Regions from separate parts of the Sus scrofa genome. Here region 2 is linked to region 1. The links are chromatin contacts, called in public Hi-C maps. All regions are on one chromosome and are shown on one strand. Each heading gives the region's core, a stretch centred on a gene start, on an enhancer-like site or on the middle of the called end of the contact. The rest is flanking DNA. Distances are from core to core; before and after follow the strand shown.

Region 1 (6,477 bases), core at 1,991-4,490:
GACACACAGCTGGACGACGCCTCCTGGTGTTTCACAAAGACTTTCCGAAAAACATTTGGAATGGATAAGCCATGAGATCCTGCTGTACAGCACAAAGAACTATATCTAATCCCTTGGCATGGAACATGATGGAGGATAAAGAGAAAAAGAATGTATATATAGATATGACTGGGTCACTTTCCTGTATAGCAGAAATTGACAGAACATTGTAAATCAACTATAATTTAAAAAGTTTAAAATAAAGAATAATTATAGTGGTCAGGAAAGAGCCCAGTTTGCAAATACAAGGGAAGGGAAATAAAATGTACAGAAACGGACTGCTATCTGGTGTTGGAAAAGCCTTTGCTTCTAAATCCCAAAGAGTTGAAAATAAGACTCAAAGGCAGTAAAGTCCCATTAAGACCTTTCAGTTAAACAAGGTGCTCCACCCCTTCCACAAACACAGGATCCAGGATCCAGAGTCTCCCAGATGCCTTTGGTTTCAGATGGCTTCCGGGTGCTCCCCCATGAACTGATAGAGCTAGGTGAGACCAAGAATTAAATACAGTCTTGGAGTCCCATCGTGGTGCAGCGGAAACGAATCTGACTAGGAACCATGAGGACGCAGGTTCGATCCCTGGCCTCGCTCAGTGGGTTAAGGATCCGGTGTTGCCATGAGCTGTGATGTAAATCACAGATGTGGCTCGGATCTGGTGTTGCTGTGGCTGTGGTGCCGGCTGGCAGCTGCAGCTCTGATTGGACTCCTAGCCTGGGAACTTCCATATGCGGCAGGTGTGGCCCTAAAAAGCAGGAAAAAAAAAAAAAAAAGAAAAACAAATAAACAAAATCAATAACAACAACTACTACAACAAAACGTTGAAACCTTCAAACAACCCTCAGACTCTTACATGGAGGATACCGGGCAAGGAAACCTTCCAGAGGCAGGAGGCTGGAGCTTTGGAGAATAGTGGGCCAGGGATTTCTTCCCACAGAGCAAAGGAGTCAGCTAAGTTCAGAGTCACCATCTGGTGATCCCTGGGCCATATCCAGCTCTGCTGACCAGAGCTGGTCTCTGACGTGTTGTCACAGAGAGTTTGGGCCACACCCACACCCCCACACCGGTGGCTTAAATCATTTTAACTCTTTTTTTTTTTTTTTTTTCCCTTTTGCTATTTCTTGGGCCGCTCCCTCGGCACATGGAGGTTCCCAGGCTAGGGGTTGAATCCGAGCTGTAGTCACTGAGCCACAGCAACGCGGGATCCGAGCCGCGTGTGCAACCTACACCACAGCTCACGGCAACGCTGGATCGTTAACCCACTGAGCAAGGGCAGGGACCGAACCCGCAACCTCATGGTTCCTAGTCGGATTCGTTAACCACTGCGCCACGGCGGGAACTCCTTTGACTCTGTTTTTAAGTTTCACGTCATTTGAACTCTTAAGGAAGAAAAGAACTAGAACCTGTTCTGTTATCTCTCGGATGTTCTTTTGCTTCATAGATCCAAGCTGTGGGAAAGGAGCTGAATTGCGCTTTTTCATTCATCGATGTGAAATGATTGAACTTGGCCTCAGCATGAAGATCTGCAGCCTTTTTTTGGGGGGGGGGAGAATGGAACCTGTTTGTCATTACTGTCATTGCCTGTGTCATAGCTGACTGTGTGCCAAGCACTTGAAATACAGTACCTCCTATGTTCTTCGTGCCAGCCCTGTGAGGAAGGTACCACCCCATATCAGGGTCAAGTGTAAAAGAGCTGATAAGTGTGATGCAAACCAGGTCTGTCTGACACCAAGGTCAAAGCTTGTAGCCACCATCTTGGCCTCTTCCAAAGCCAGGCAGCCCCAGCCCCCCATGGAGCACATCTGGGGCCCGGTACTGCCCAGGGGCTCCCCCAGTGCTGGCATTCTGTCCCACCCCCCATGTGTACCCGGAGAGGGGTGCATGTGGCAGTGCTGGTCAGGGCTGGCCTGTGGATCCTATTTCCTCAAAAAACAGTGGTAGATAACAGCCTGCCCCCAAGTCTCCCAGGCCTGTCAATCTACTTGGCTAGCAGGGTTCAGTGGCCTTGTGTGTCCTTATAAGGGAATTTCACACTACGAAGGGAAGAGTAGGTATGCACAGAGTCAGGGAGGGTTTGCAGGTGAGTGTACAATACGAAGGCAAGTAGCCCCCCTTCCTCCTGTCCAGCATGGCACCAGCATGGCACCAGATAGACCACAGCATCCATGAGTGAGACAGCTACCTTTCTTATGCCAATATCCCTGCCACTTGACTCCGAAAAGCCATCCCTTGAGAATAATATGATTTTAGAGAGGGGGCCACTCTTCATTCATTCATAAAATCCACCATATTTATTAAGCACCCACAATGTGCCAACCATTGGGAGCCCCCCTATGTCCTGTGGGCAAAACACTGAAAACATTTCTGCCTTTGAGGTGCCCCAGTCCAGTGGCAGAGGCAGACGATATTAAGAATTTTGGGAGTTCCTGTTGTGGCTCAGTGGTAACAAACCCAACTAATATCCATGAGGATGTGGATTCCATCCCTGGCTTCTCCCAGCGGGTTAAGGATCCAGTGTTGCAGGTTGGGGATGTGGCTCAGATCCCCAGTTGCTGTGGCTATGGTGTAGGCAGGTTGTTACAGCTCTGATTCGACCCCTCGCCTGGGAACCTCCATGTGCCGCAGGTGCAGCCCCATAAAGACCAAACAAACAAACAAACAAACAAAAAAAAACAAAAAAAAAAACCCCACCAATTATTCTAGGAGTTCCTCCTGTGGCTCAGTGAGTTAAGAACCTGACTGGGTCACTGCATAGGCACAGGTTTGATCCCCAGCCAGGTGCAGTGCGTTAAAGGATCTGGCATTGCTGCAGCTTCAGCATAGGTTGCAGCTGTGGATTGGACTCAATCCCTGGCCCAGGAACTTCCACATGCCATGGGTGTGGCCATAAAAAAAAACAAGAGAATTATTATGATATGAAAGACGATATCTTTCAATATCATCATACACTGAAGTGTCGTGGAGCAAAGCAGCGTGGAGAATTCATTTTGTCTGGGAGGTGGGGAACTGAAGGCGGAAGAGTCACGGCTCCGAGGAGATATTTGGTCTTGATCCACGTTTGTTTTGAGATAAGGTGTTGGAACACTGCTGCTGGCTGCCCAGCATTCATTCTTCATCCTTCCTCTGGGAAACCCCAAGGCGGCAACCGAAATGGCCCTGCTTGACAGCTGTCCCTCCCCCGGCCAGGGTGATGCAGCCTAGTTTAGTCAGAGTGAACTTTAGCCCTCAAAGGAAGCAGAATCTTGCCCCGGGCTCTCTCTGCTGGGCTCAGCAGTGTGCACATGAAATGCTTGCAGTGCCACAGCCATGAGCAGAAAGCTTAGGGCGCCTGCAGGAACCACCGAGTGGGTCCAGACAATGAGACAGCCTAAAGAAGGCCGGGCCGAGACGAGAATCTTTGTGACATCAGTTGAACCCTGCATTCAACTAGATTTAGAGACAGATCTACCCCTGAACATGACTCTTTCCTCTGAAGCTGGTTTCACTTTTGTTTTTTCTTTTTTGGCTGCACCCATGGCATGCGGAAGTTCCCGGGCCAGGGTTCGAACCCAAGCCACAGCAGTGACCCAAGCCACGGCAGTGGCAACACCAGATCCTTAACCCTCCGAGCCGTGAGAGAATTCCTGAAGCTGGTTTAATTTAGGTTTTCCTGTGGCTGGCAAACTAGTGGATCCTTCACTAATACAAACTTTTCCCCTGTTTCCTTGTCGAAAGATACTGTTTATTGTTTTTTAAAGGAATAATTATTGTTGCCTATTTTGAATTTTGGATGAAATAATTATTGCTGTATACTTTTTATATTATATTATATTTTATTTTATATTTTGCTTTTTAAGACTGCACCTGCAGGATATGGAAATTCCCAGGCTCGGGGTCCAATTGAAGCTGTAGCTGTAGGCCTACACCACAGCCAGAGCAAAGCGGGATCCGAGCCACATCTGTGACCTACACCACAGCTCACGGCAGAACTGGATCCTTAACCCACTGAATGGGACCAGGGATCAAACCTGAGTCCTCATGGATACTAGTCGGGTTCGTTAACTAGTCGGGTTCCTGAGCCATGATGGGAACACTTTGCAGGGCACTTTGGCAATAGTATCTGAAACCCTAACTACGTGCATATACTTTTTTTTTTTTTTTTTTTTTTGTCTTTTTACCTTTTAGGGCTGCACCCAGGGCATATGGAGGTTCCCAGGCTAGGGGTCTAATTGGAGCTACAGCTGCCAGCCCACACCACAGCCACAGCAATGCCAGATCCGAGCCACATCTGTGACCTACACCACAGCTCATGGCAACGCTGGATCTTAACCCACCGAGCAAGGCCATGGATTGAACCAGAAACCTCATGGTTCCTCGTCAGATTCATTTCCGCTGAGCCACGACAGGAACTCCCCATGCATATACTTTAATCCAGCAATCCCTCCGCTAAAAATTTTTTCTTAAGAAAATGAGTATATTCTTTTTATAAATATATGTAGGAGTTCTCGTCGTGGTGCAGTGCGTTAGGAATCTGAGGGGCTGGGATCACTGTGGAGGCTCAGGTTCGATCCTGAGTTAAAGGATCAGGCATTGCCACTGCTGCGGCATAGGTTGAAGTTGTGGCTGGAATTGAATCCCTGGCCAGGGAACTTCCACATGCCTCGGATGCAGCCATTAAAAAAAAGAAAAAAAAAGATATGTAAAAATGTTTATCAGTGTCTTACACAATAGCAAAATTAAACATCTTACGCAATAGCAAAATTAAAAATCAATCAAAAACAGAAAACAGAAACCAGAAGTACTCATTCCCAATGTATTGCCAAGAGGGCAAAACCAAATGTCGCTGGAACCAAAAGAGTATGGCAGATGGGGGAGTTCCCATCATGGCTCGACAGTAATGAACCTGACTAGCCATGAGGATGTGGGTTCGATCCCTGGCCTCGCTTAGTGGGTTAAGGATTCATGAGCTGTGGTGTAGGTCAAAGATGTGGCTTGGATCTGGCATTGCTGTGGCTGTGACGTAGGCCAGCAGCTGCAGTTCTGATTCAACCCCTAGCCAGGAACTTCCATATGCTGAGGGTGCAGCCCTAAAAAGACAAAAAAGAAAAAAAAAAAAAAGAAAAAGAAAAGAGTATGGCAGTTGGGTGGCAGTTGGGAGCGCTGAGACACAGATTCATGGAAAGTGCCAGAAATACTCAGGATAACAGTTGTCATCCTTGCATGTGGGATTACCATGGCTCTCTTTTCTCTGTGTGCTCTGCTTGGGTTCCTCAAGCTCTTGTAGGGGGCGTTTCGTATGTGATTCAGCTAAAGACACCCATTTTCCAGGACACATATGGTGAAATTTATGTCTGATAGAAGGACCACCATGTGTCACAAAAAGCATTTCTCCATGAAATGAGAGCTCAGCTCAAAACCTCCTAACAGTAAGAATTCAATGAGGACAATTTTTTTTTTTTGTCTTTCTGTCTCTTTAAGGCCGCACCTGCAGCATATGGAGGTTCCCAGGCTAGGGGTCGAATCGGAGCTCTAGCCACCGGCCTACACCACAGCCACAGCAACATGGCATCCACTCTGTGTCTGCGACCTACACCATAGCTCGCGGTGATGCTGGCTCCTTAACCCCCTGATCGAGGCCAGGGATCGAACCCACATCCTCACGGATACTAGTTGGGTTCTTAACCCGCTGAGCTCCAAGGAGAACTCCTGGTTTTGGTTTTGAGTCAGTTCTGGGACAGCCTGGCAGGGAGCTTGGGTTTGCAGGAATTTGCAGCTTGGGAGAGAGGAGGGTGCTGGACCAGGGCTGAGCTTTACACAGTCCTCTCCTGGTAAACAGGACCTGCTGCAGAGCCAGGCAGCTGGGGGGCCGCCAATGCTATCACCTGTGACCTTGGGCAAGGCCTAGTGTTCTCCTCTGTCCGCTGGATCGGGCTTGTGGTGTGGGTGTGATGACATAACCTACATATTGTGCACAGACGTGCCAAGTGTGTTAGCTACTGTCTAGAACTGTTTGGGACTCTCGGGTTTTAAGTGGTGGTTGAATCCTCATGAATAGATGAAACGACCGGGGGGAGAGAGAGTTGCGAGGGACCACGAGGGGCCGGAGATGGCTGTGACCCTGAGCACGTATGGGTGTTTTTTCACTCTGCCCCATTTCCGAGCCTCTGAGTCAGAATAATGGCCAGAACAAATCACAGGGCTGTGGTTTAAAATCTTTTCAAAACACGTTCTCATCAGACCTTCTAAATATATCAAACCACTTAGTTTTATGAGCAAGCCAAATTAAACCTTTAATCTTTATGTTTCGAAAAGGACAAAGTGATGCCATAACTGCCACGCTAGACATTTTTAAGGTACGTGGGAACCACAGTTGATTCCGAACTTGCTGTTAACCAGCTGTGTGACCCTGGGGAGTCACTCGGTCTCTCTGAGCCTGAGTTAATTCACCATAAAATGAGTTGCTC
Region 2 (6,477 bases), core at 2,427-4,926, 55 kb after region 1:
GCTTTTATTTATTTATTTATCTATTACCTTCAAGAAGAGACCAGTCTACACTGACAGTTCCTAAGGTCCAAAGGTCTTTCTTTCTTTCTTTCTTTTTTTTTTTTTTTCCTTTTTACGGTTGTACCTGCGGCATATGGAAGTTCACAGGCTAGGGGTTGAATCAGAGCTGCAGCTGAGGTTTATGCTACAGCCACAGCCACACAAGATCCAAGCTGCATCTTTGACCTAAGTTGCAGCTTGCAGCACCACCAGATACTTAACCCACTGGGAGAGGCCAGGGATCGGAACTGCATCCTCATGGACACTATGTCAGGTTCTTAGCCCACTAAACCACCACGGGAACTCCAGAACTCTGAAATTTAAATTGCCCCTTCATTCTGGAGAAGTTACTCCTGTATAATCATGAAATGATTCGTCTCGTTCTCCATTTCTTGGATTTTTCTGTTATCTGGAAGAACAATATTGATTCACTCCAAGGCTGTAAGCTAATCAGGAAATACCGAAGCATTTGCATACAATTAAAATGAATTCGTTTCTGAATGCTTAGTCTAAATTTTCAGGTAGACTCTCTTCATATGTCTGCATTTATTGAATTTCATTCTGAACAAGTTACCCCTTGCAAATGACTTCTTTCAAAGTATAACCATGTTTGATCTGTGATCAGGAAAAGGAGATTTAGGATTTAAACTGTTCCTTTTTGAAAGAGAATTTCATTTTTCTTTTTGGATGCTGATCCATTTACAATAAAGTTAATCCCGAAGCCTTTCTAACCAAGGGAAACTAAACATACAGTGTGGCATGGTTTGGAGACCTTTCATTACAAAGTTAGTGGAAACATTTAAAAACCCTCCGAGGCGCCAGGCACTTTTGAAGAGCCCACTCCATGGAATATCAGAACTCATTAAAATCCACTCATACCATACATTAAACGCAATTTGAAAGTATCTTTGAGAGTTGAGTTGAGTTGAACTGCGGTTGAGTTGACTTCATTATCTAGACATTTAAACAGCTTTTGCTCCAATTTTTCCATTTTCTTCTCTTATTTTGGAACCAATATTTTTTGTTTCAGGCCCCAACCATTTTCTAGTGGTCTTGAAAACCTGCAGGTGACAGAAACTGATTTTGCCAAGCCCAGTGGGCAAAACAGCTCGGCAAATAGTTTCCATTTGGTTGTTATTTTTGCAGTCAGTTAAGTCACCTACTGAGTTCATTTAACAACTGAACTCTGGTTTTTTTAGTTCATTAAAAAGAACCTCAGAATTAGAAGTTTTTGGAAATTAGCTAGTCTGTATGATATCCTGGGCATAGCTGATTCTCCATAGCACTTAGGGATACAAACCCTGACTGCTTTCATATTTATTAAAAATTGGTTTTTAGCATTAATCTGGGCAGCAAGTTTTTTTTTTTTTCTGAGTAAAAATAGGGAAAACACAAATCTGTGTGAAATGTGGTGCTAATTCAATGGATATTGGCATTTTGTTGCTCAGTCTCAACTAAACACTCTCTCAAATGAGAGAATTTCCAGCACAACTTAAGCATGGAGCTGTGTATATAGAGCCATTTTTTTTTTTTTTTTTTTTGTCTTTGTCCTTTTAGGGCTGCACCAGCGGCATATGGAGGTTCCTAGGCTAGGGTTCTAGTCGGAGCTGTTGCTGCCAGCCTACACCAGAGCCACAGCAATGCCAGATCCGAGCCCCGTCTGTGATCCACACCACAGCTCACGGCAACACCGGATCCTTAACCCACTGAGCAAGGCCAGGGATCGAACCCGCAACCTCATGGTTCCTAGTCAGATTCGTTTCCACTGCGCCGCGATGGGAACTTCTAGATCCAAATTTGATCCTACAGTTAGTTTCCCTGCCATAGTACTGCTTGGTTCTGCTAGAATTCTGGGATGGTGATTGCAGATCCAGCTTTTTGCTCAGTTAATCAAACCGGCATCATGTCCGTGGCTAAAAACAATTGCCTCATCAGGTCTGCAAGCTTTTCCAACCAAATCCCAGGCTTCAGCTGAACTTCCACTGAAGTGTCTGGGATAACAGATTCCAGGAGACTTGCTCATACTCTTGGAGGCCAACACTACCCAACAACTCATTCGAGGCCTGCCTTTGAAATGTCCAGAATTCTGGATTTTCTGTGGACGATCATTTTTGCTAAAAAACAAAAACAAAAACACAAAAGCAAAACAACAACCAAACCAAGCCAAACGCACACAAATATACCTCTGTCCAAGGCACAGATTTTACTTAAAAGTTATTATAAAGCTTGAATCTACAGCTGGGGAGGCCTTGGATGCTGGCAACAAACTAGTCTCTAAAGTTCTCGATCATCCCCTCGGGAGGACTTCACGGCGTGACCAAGAGGAATGTAGCTTTTAAACTTTAGCCCAGTGGTGAGAGGCCTCACTGAAGAAGAGGCAAAAGTGGAGGATCAAGGAATAAGCCTGAATCTCATTCCCATTCCTGATTTATACCGGGAGACCACTACAAAGGCTCTGGAAAGAAAACCTTATTATAGTGTGCTTGTTGGGGATGGTGGGGAGGGGTATGAAGCCTGGGAAGGAATATGGCAAATGGCCTCCCTTTAATCATTCATTCATTCATTCATTCATCCATTCATTCAAGTATCCGATCCAGCACCTTCTAGGTTTCAGGCCCCTGTGTCAAGCAATTGGCTTAATTGTTCCCTTAAGGATGTGACTTTCCATCTTTCCCAGAGGCGTAGGCCGGATCCTCTGGGGGGGGGGGGGACCCTTCTGCGCCTCCTTGGGACCCCAAGCAGCCACTCTCAGAGGGGCCACGGCCAACCAGGACCCTCTCCGCGCACAGAGAGCACAAGCCGGAGCTGCCTGAGCGGCCTCACCGGAACCCCCACCTCGCTCGACCTCCGGGGAAAGGGGGCCCCTGGGCCCGGAGGAGGGGGAGGCCGGTCTTGCGCCCGCCCGAGGCCCTGAGCCCGCCCCGCCCCGCCCTGCCCTGGCCCCGGCCGCCGGGTCAGCGCCGCCCCCGCCTTACCAGGGTTTTGGCTACGTTCCCCCTCTGGGTGATGTTTTTGCTGTGCTTCTCGTTAGCCATCCGGATCCGCTGTTTGGCCACCATGGCTCGGGCGCTAGGAAATGTTCTCGACTCCCACTGCAAGGATTCCCCCGCGTGAGCCCCGGACGCGGCCGAGCGCGTCCCGCTCGCCCCGGGCGCTGCAGGTGGCAAGGCGCGGCCCCTGAGCCCCGCGCACCCCGCTCCCCAGCCCCCAACGAGCCAGCTCCAGAGAGAGGCCAGAGCCCGGACGGAAGTAATCTTTCATCTCAGGAAACCCTCTCCTACTTCCTCGCCATCCTTCCGGTCCCCCCAGCTACCTAACCGGCGCGGCCCCGTGGCAGGCGCTGCGGCGCGTTCTCCCTGCACCGGCGGCCGGAGCGCAGCGCGCCGAGGCGCTCGGGCCCGGGGCCCCGGACGTGTCCGGATCCAGCGGCCGAACGCAGCGGGGCCGAGGGTTCCGGCGGCCCCGGGCTTTGTGCGTGCGGGCTTCTCGGCCTGGGGCCCACCGAGGCCTGGGGAAGGGATTGGGGCGGCCGCCCTCCGAGCCGGGTCGCGCCGTCTGCCCGCACCGCTGCCCGGTGGCTGAGGGCTGGGCTGGAGGCGGCGGTCCGGGGGTCCTCAAAAGACAAGTTGAACAAGGGCAGGCCTGGGCCCGCCCTGGGGTAGGGCCTGCGCAAGGAAGGCCACGGCGGCGGGAGATTTCCCAAGCGCTGCACAGAGGGCTGGGTCTCCCCAGGGATGGAGATGAAGGCGTGAGGAGGATGGAGTGGGGATGGGCCTTGCTGCCCGGGTCCGTGCGGGGGTTACACGGAAGACGGGCCAGCGCCACATCTGAGTGAACAGTGGAGGAAGGCCTTGCGCCTGCGGCCCCTGTGGCATTTGGTATCACTGCCCCGAGGTGGGGAGCTTTGACCAGCTTTGGCTCCCCACCCACCTGGGGCGCCTGGGACCTCCTCCAGCCACCCTTGTCCCGAGGAGTATGAGCTGGGAGTTGCCCTGGGCGACAGGGATAAAAACAGATGTTTCCCTGACTCGCAAACATTGGTACCAGGCCCTACAGATTGTCTAGTGTGGGGGCAGGAGAAAAAGAAGTTCACCCTCACTTTTCCATGTGCTGAATGGATGGGAGTGAACTCTTAGAAGCGCAGGAGGGGAGTTCCCGTGGTGGCTCAGTGGTTAAGGAATCTGACTATAAGCCATGAGGTTGTGGGTTCGATCCCTGGCCTCGCTCAGTAAGTTAAGGATCCAGCGTTGTCGTGAGCTGTGATGTAGGCTCAGATCCCATGTTGCTGTGGCTCTGGCATAGGCCGGCAGCTACGGCTCTGATTAGACCCCTGGCCCAGGAACCTCCATAGGCCGAGGGTGCAGCCATAGAAAAGACCAAAACAAAACAAAACGAAAAAACAGGAGGGCTAAGAAGAAAAGAGGAAACTTTAGCCTGGAAGATTTGGAGCCATGGGAAGGATGCTGGGACTTAGACCAGCTTTGGCTAATTCACCCTGGTGGTCCTTCCTGGGTCTATCAAGGCGTCTGTGGCATCTGCAGAATATTATGGGGTGTGTCAATGAGGGAGCACTCCTTTTCTCTTTTGAGGGTCCTTTTTTTCCCCCATTGTTGGCTGCCCTGTGGCACATGGAGCTCCTGGGCCAGGAATGGGGTCCAAGCCACAGTTGAGACCTAAGCCAGAGATGCAACAACACAGGATTCTTAATTCGTTGAGCCGAGCCGGGAATCGAACTTGCATCCCAGTGCTTCCAAGATACCTCTGAACCTCTTGCGCCACATGAGGAACTCCTGGGGGTCCTTTATTTTACCAAGCTCATCCTCATGCCCCTCCCACTTCTTGTCATTCGAACTGTCATATAGACTGGGGCTGCTTTGGGTAACCCAGAAGTCAGAAGCTAATGAATAAATCTGGTCATCATTAATAAAGTCCGATTATTCTTTTTCTAAAGGTCAGTTAAGTTTCCAAAGTAGTTTCCACCGGCTTAACCATTACCACCACCACCACCAGCATTATTACAGGACCAGAAACCAAGAAAGCCCAACTTCAGTGCCAGACTTTTTTTTTTTTTTTTTCTTTTTTGGCCACCCTGTGGCATATGGAATTCGCAGGCCAGGGATCAGATCCGAGCCACAGGTGTGACCTAAGCCACAGCTGTGGCCATGCCGGATCCTTAACTCACTGTGCCGGGCTGGGGATAGGACCTGGGTCCTGGCACTTCCAAGATGCCACCAATCCCACTGAGCTGCAGTGGGAACTCCTAGTGCCAGGCTTTTAATAACAGGGGCCCCCAAAAAAGAAAGAAAAAAAGAAAGAAAAAAAATGAACAGTGGCCACATGTTGGGAAGGGGAGAGAGGACCATCCCCTGCCACAGTGACACTTTTTGAGCCTGGCTGTGGCGTGAGGCCCAGAATGATCCCTCAGATCTCGTCCAGATACCTGGACAGGAGGCAGAAGGGAGGTCCCTGCCTGAGCTGAGCACAAACCTGGCTCTGAGGAACATTAAGGAAAAGATACGGACAGAGATGGTTTTTTCATTCGAGGGTACAAGCAGAGAAGCATTCCTCTGGGTCAGAAACCTGCCTTCCCACAGGTTCAGAGGAGCTGCCTTGTTCAGGAAAACATTATTGTTATTGTTGTTGTTTTTCTTGGCTGTACTCACTGCATGAGGAAGTTCCTGGGCCGGGGATCGAACCCAAGCCGCAGGAGTGACAAGGCTGAATCCTTAACTGCCAGACCAGCAGGGAATTTGGGAAAAATTGTTTTTTGACTCTGGACTCCCACTTGATACTGGCCAATTTTCCTCTTTTTTTCTTGCTAGGCTTCACTTTACAATATTTTAAATTAGTTTAATTACAGACTTTGTACTCAGAGTAAACATTCACACAGAAATAGAATATCAAGGGGAAAGCAAAAGTTTCATTTCCGTACCCCCCCCCCCACTACTTCCCGCTGTTTCTAGGTTACCCTTTTAGTATTTTTTACTCATATCTAAGCCTACTTATGTATTTCATTTTTTGGGGGGTGGGGGGCTATTTTAGGGCGGTGCCCGAGGCATATGGAGGTTCCCAGGCTAGGGGTCGAATCGGAGCTGCAGCTGCCGGCCTACACCACAGCCACAGCAGCGTGGGATCTGAGCCATGTCTGCGACCTACACCACAGCTCACGGCAATGCTGGATCCTTAACCCACTGAGCGAGGCCAGGGATCGAACCTGCAACCTTATGAATCCTAGTTAGGTTCGTTAACCACTGAGCCGCAAAGGGAATTCCTATATTTCCTTTTTAAAAACAAACAGACCATACTATGCCAAGTATTCTTCCACTTGCTTTTCTCACTTTATCAATTATAATGTGATTGCACCTACTTATAAATCACTTCTTTTTAAAACAAGGGCATACTGTTCCATAGTATGATTATACACTAATGTATTAAACT

Evidence for each region. Hi-C and Micro-C count contacts between places; a contact is called where the count stands out from the background.
Region 2: a contact with region 1 is called in a Hi-C map of liver, with 2.3 times the contacts expected there. The contact joins the promoter of SERP2 here to the enhancer-like site in region 1. A contact is called at or near these places in 2 of 5 promoter capture datasets (fetal liver and liver), 13 of 47 Hi-C or Micro-C datasets (alveolar macrophages, embryonic fibroblasts, epiblast stem cells and 8 more) and 1 of 2 datasets of contacts at active chromatin or transcription factors (skeletal muscle).

Annotation. Positions count from the first base shown.
Region 1 is chr11:22,642,196-22,648,672 of Sscrofa11.1, forward strand. The region is part of intron 2 of LOC110255816 (a long non-coding RNA gene); the gene reads right to left. Among named protein-coding and RNA genes, the nearest start is that of SERP2, 55 kb to the right of the region's middle. Within about 2 kb of position 3,241, at least 10 of the 83 cell types and tissues checked have an H3K27ac peak or open chromatin away from gene starts, as enhancers often do. A contact at or near this core is called in liver, where this site is marked.
Region 2 is chr11:22,697,219-22,703,695 of Sscrofa11.1, forward strand. SERP2 (stress-associated endoplasmic reticulum protein 2) reads right to left here and starts at 3,677. Exons shown (of 4, transcript XR_002336679.1): 1 at 3,015-3,677.